2 separate regions of the Capsicum annuum genome follow, and region 2 is linked to region 1. A link is a contact called in public Hi-C data. All regions are on one chromosome and are shown on one strand. Each heading gives the region's core, a stretch centred on a gene start, on an enhancer-like site or on the middle of the called end of the contact. The rest is flanking DNA. Distances are from core to core; before and after follow the strand shown.

Region 1 (2,700 bases), core at 92-2,591:
AGAGACTTATGTATATCAACATTTAGTTATGTATATAAATAATTGAAATTTGAGGGAGAGAAAATTTATTGAAAAAAATAAGAGAAAGAATAATTAAGGAGCAAACTAGTGGGATTTATGCTATTTACCCATTCCTTTTTGCTTCTCATACTTCTTTTCTTTAACAATCTTTACCATCTAATAGTTGTCAATTAATACTTAAGGAGGTGGAGATTTTGCTCTAAGTATTGACAAGGGCTCAAATATATCTTCGAACTATTAGAAATAGTTCATTTATGTAATTTGTTATAAGTTTGGCTTATTTATGTCATTGATTTTAAAAGTTTTGCTCATTTATGTCATTGTCATTATAAAAAGGTCTATTCACGTCATTATTTTACAACGTTAGTTATGCAAAATTACTTTTCCTCATGACCTCTTATGTGAAGACAACATCACCAAATCTAAATCAAACAATATTACTTAAAATTAAAATTTAAAATTGTGTCCATTAAAATAAAATTTGACACAATTAATGAGAATTTTATTTTTATGGAGTCACAATTTTAGTTTTAATGAATCAAGTCTTTATTTTAGCAGTGTGGATCAAACTTTTTAATGAGTCTGATGTTTAAGCTTGATTTTAAATAATATTGGATTATTTGAATTTGACGACATGGACCTCTAATAAGAGGCCACGTGATAAAAATAATCTTACAAAATTTTTGTTATAAAATAATGGCACGAATGAACATTCCTGTAATGTCACTAACATAAATGAGTTAAACTTTTAAAGACGATGGCATAGATAAGCCAAATTTATAATGAAGGGCATAGATGAGTCATTTCTAATAATTCGATAACATATCTGAGTAATTTCCCTTTTATCTCTTTTATAACAGAAAAAATTATACGTGAATATGTATGGACTTTGAAAATTTTTGGTCTAACATAAACATTAAATATTTGTGTAATCATAAATAAAATAAAAATTTTATAATTAAATAACTTTTAAATATAAAAAAGTGACGTTATTTTCTAGACAAATTAAAAGAAAAATCTGTTACATAAATCAAAACAAAAAAATACTTCTGTCATTTTAAAAAGAATGACTTACTTTGACTTGGCACAAATTTTTAAGAAAATAAAGAAGACTTTTGAATTTTATGACCTTAAATTAAAGTTGTGTCATATGTACTAAAATATCCTTTAATCTTATGATTCTAAACATGCCATGTAAAAAGTTAAAATTAAAGTACTATAAAAAAAATGATCATTTCTTTTTAAATAGATTAAAAAGAAAAGTAGATATTTATTTATTTTTAATTGAGGGAGTATAAATATTGGCCCCGAAGTGTTACAGGAGCTCACAAATTTTCAAGTGACAAATTGAAAGAGCGTACGGGGGACAAAGCTGTAATTTCGGCGGCAGCAATCTTGGGATGTAAAGAATATCCTTTGGGCAAAACTATGATGCTTCCAGAGACATGAAAATCTTAGCCCCAACACTTATTAACTGAGGATACCTTTCCCTCTCCATTTCTCTACTAAGGATTTTATCTCTGCCAAGCATCGCCCTCTTCTCGAGGTGACCCTTTTAGCTTCGGAACTTGCTTTTGTTGTAATATTTGGTGAAATTCTTAGTTCCAAAAGTTGATTCTTGTACTATATATATAGTGACCATTTTAGTTCCAGATGTAAAGCTGCTTTAAATTTCTTGGTGACGCTTTCATGTGTTCGGCTTTATGTAGTCAACTAAGTATTTCCTTTTCTAGTCTGTTGTCTACCAAAGTTCGGCTCTTACCTTCGTAAGTAAACTGCATGTCAATTTTGTGTAGACTATTCCGTTTCCTTTTTCTTTCCTTAGTAGGTGGACAGATTTTGTTCTGAACTTGGTGTTTAACTAAATAGTGTCAATATACAATATATATGATGCACATGCTTTGTTGTTGTTCTCTCATCACGGATGATTTCCGGACTAGACTAAAACTGGGAGGGAAGTTTATTTCAATATTGAAAACGTGTTTGGTTTTTGAGCATTCCATAATGCAAAATCCATCACTTGGCAAAGAATATACTCCCTCCGTTTCGAAATAAATGAATTGTTGGATTTTGGCACACAGATTAAGAAAAAAACATCAACATAAATTTCTATTTTTACCCTTGAAGTCTCTTTTACCCAAAAAAGGAAAAAGCTGACCTTGGTAATGCTATTGGCTGCAGTCTCTTTTGCTTGTCAAATCGTAAGGGTAATTTTGGAAAAAAATTCAACAATTCACTTATTTTGGAACACCAATAAATACCCCAACAACTCATTTCTTCCGAAACGGAGGGAGTACTATTTAGTCTTGCCATTTTTTGGGCTTTGCTCGTAGTGACACTATTGCATTGTTAACCCTATGATGGTTTAACTGACCTTATCCTTATTTGAAGTGATGAAAGAAAGTTGTTGTTTCGTTTAACCATCTCTTTGGAACACTGCTTATGCTATAATGCTGTAAAATCAACTCATATTTCCACTCTATTTGAAATAGGAAGTTGTATTACATCAAGATGCTTTGGTTGGTCCTAGCTGAGGATTGACAAAACTGTTTTAAGTGAAATGCTCAATTAGTGTTGGAAGCGTCATCATGACTTTGATAAAACAAAATTATCAAACAAATGTTTGTGCTATATTATCCTTTCAATTAAGCAACTTCATCTTGATGAGTAGTGATCCAG
Region 2 (2,700 bases), core at 99-2,598, 630 kb before region 1:
CCAATCTAGCCAGGGCTATGGTTACAAAGTTCGGTATGAGCAAAGAAGTGGGGCTTGTCACCCACAACTACGATGATAACGGGAAGAGTATGAGCACTGAAACGAGGCTTCTCATTGAGAAGGAAGTAAGAGAATTACTTGAAAGGGCCTACAACAATGCGAAGATGATTCTCACCACCCACATCAAAGAGCTTCATGCTCTTGCCAATGCATTGCTTGAGCAGGAAACAATGACCGGAAACCAGATTAAGGCCCTGCTTACCCAGGTTAGTTCTCAACAAACACAACAAAAGCAACCTCAATTAGTCGCAGAGGAGAGCCTATCACAGTCCAATCCATCTCCTCCATCAAATCCGAGTGCTGCAGCAGCAGCAGCTGCCGCAGCTGCTGCAGCTGCGGCCACTGCCGCAGCCAAAACGAAAGGCATTGCTCCTGTAGGACCTTAGCATGGTAACTTATTGCTAGTTCTTATCAATCCATGTGCATATAATGGATCATTCTCATGCAAGCTTTCCACCCTTTCATTGTTGAATTGCTATGAAGAAGGTGATTAATGTATGGAGGTAGAGTTTAGAGGTCATCAGAAATAGTAACAGATAAATGACATATCAATATTGTCAAGTGTGTCATTTTTAGTTGTCCTTACAGATCTTAGTTTAATTATCTGCAGACTCATTGCCAATTTGAGTATATTGTAAAATTTAGGAGTGTGAAACTTACATTGTTTTTCAATAATACAATTACTGGCTTTTCTTCTGGCTTTTAGAAGCTGTTTTTAGTAATTCAGGTCACATTAGGATGACAGTTTTTTAGTGCAATAATATTTTTTATGACATAATTGTCATTTGACGGATCATGTTATTATTTCCTGTAATGTGGTTTTCTGAACTGATTTTAATTGTTCTTAATCTTCGAAAAACTACTCTCTGGTTTAAGTTTTATGTAGTTCTAAATCTCAAAGGAATCAAAGTTTACATCTGCACCCAAATAAAGTGCTTTGACAACTCAACGTTTTTCAGAGTTTGTGTACTTTCCACTTTGGTTGATAAGTTTTTTTATGTTGCATTTGCATAATTAATTCCGAGTGCAATATTTCCGGTTTGCAGTGTAAATTAAGCTAATCACTTCGTGCCCCAAAAGCTTTTACGTTGTCATGTCAGCCACCATTTTTTGTTCTTCCTGTTTTGATACATACGGCAAAAATTTTGAGAGAAGATTTAGGAAAAGAGACCTGTCAAAACTTAATTGAGAAAAGAGGCATCAATTTCCTTTTTGATTTATTTTTTAGGGCTTGGGAAGGATTAGCTCACTATGACCTAACCCTACCATGACGCCTTAAACACAGCCGCTGACGGCAATGGCTGCTCAGGTGGTCACCAAAATTTCAGACCTTGAATTTCTACCACTCCCTAATCAAGACTACAGCCACAAATTTGACCTCTCAAAACTTGGAAGAAAACATTCCCAAATCACCTTCTCAAACTCTGCAAAAATATGGAGATCATTCTAAACTCTAAACACTAAACCAAGGTGTTATACACAATAATACCAGTGTAGAACCTATTCCAATTAAACCTATTGAGGTTATTGATGGAGTTCCTAGTGTGCGATGGACTGAAGAAGTTTCTCGAATGAATGTAATAGAAAAGCTGCAATTTGCAATAATCGGAAAGATTTCACATGGTTGGCCAGATATTTGATGACATAAAGAAACGGTTGCCTAATCAAATTGGTATAAAAGGAGCTTGTCAAATTGGAGTTATCAGAAATAGACACATTTTGATTAGGTGCTCATTAATGGAGGATTTTGTTAATGTAATGGCTAAGAATTCATATTTCATCAAAGATAGAGAGGGAAAAACTTTCCTCATGAGACCTTTGATCTCTGACTCAAACTTTAGAGTGGATAGGGAAACTACACAGGCTTTAGCTCGGATATCTTTCCCTAACCTTAATCCCACTTTCTTTGTCAAAGAAACTCTTTTCTCGTTAGCTTCTGCAGTTGGCAAGTCATTGCACCTGGACATCAAGCTGTGCTAGAGTTAAAGTTTTGGTTGATCTCAAAGCCAATCTTCCCAAATGGGTTAAGATGGAAATCTATAATGTAGTATCAGGAGTTAGCAGAAATTTTCAAGTTAAAATACAGTATGATCATTTGCCGAAATACTGTTTTGAGTGTAAGCTTCAGGGTCATAGTATGGAAAATTGTAGGGTGTTGCATCCTGAACTAAGACCTTTAACAATGGAGCATGGTGGAATAGTGAGTGAAGATCCTGCATCACCAAAAAGCCATCAGCTAAATCAGATGCAAAACCTGCAACATAATCAACAAAAACATTACTAACAGCAGCAACAAGGAAAGTTGGTTACGCCAAAACAATTAACAAGTGGGAAGGTGGTTGGAGACTTTGAGACTTGGAAAGAGATAAAAAATAAGAAGGTTAATGGAGACACAGGGGATAAGTCTCAAGTCTCAGGGAAACAAGCAACAAAAAGTAATGAAATGAGTACTCCTAATGATTTTGCAGGAGAAAGATGAGATAGAGAAGGTTGCTGAAGATGTAGAGAAGCAACAAAAAGAGGGGTTAAATTTAACTACACATCAGGGCACAAAGACTGCAAAGTATATGAGTAAGAGCCTAGATAACAGTGCAGGCAGCACAGAGAATGAAGACAGTAGCAAAGGAATATGTTCAGCAG

Evidence for each region. A called contact is a pair of places that touch in the nucleus more often than the background predicts.
Region 2: a contact with region 1 is called in a Hi-C map of leaf, with 3 times the contacts expected there. The contact joins the enhancer-like site here to the promoter of LOC107838884 in region 1. A contact is called at or near these places in 3 of 5 Hi-C or Micro-C datasets (leaf and placenta).

Annotation. Positions count from the first base shown.
Region 1 is chr8:104,739,853-104,742,552 of UCD10Xv1.1, reverse strand. LOC107838884 (UDP-sulfoquinovose synthase, chloroplastic) reads left to right here and starts at 1,341. Exons shown (of 4, transcript XM_016682123.2): 1 at 1,341-1,567.
Region 2 is chr8:105,373,624-105,376,323 of UCD10Xv1.1, reverse strand. LOC107838881 (ATP-dependent zinc metalloprotease FTSH 4, mitochondrial) reads left to right here. Exons shown (of 7, transcript XM_047395787.1): 7 at 1-765. The coding sequence ends at 446. LOC107838883 (a long non-coding RNA gene) reads right to left here. Exons shown (of 3, transcript XR_001664849.2): 3 at 2,038-2,314. Among protein-coding and RNA genes, the nearest start is that of LOC107838883, 6.8 kb to the right of the region's middle. Within about 2 kb of position 1,348, at least 3 of the 5 cell types and tissues checked have an H3K27ac peak or open chromatin away from gene starts, as enhancers often do. A contact at or near this core is called in leaf, where this site is marked.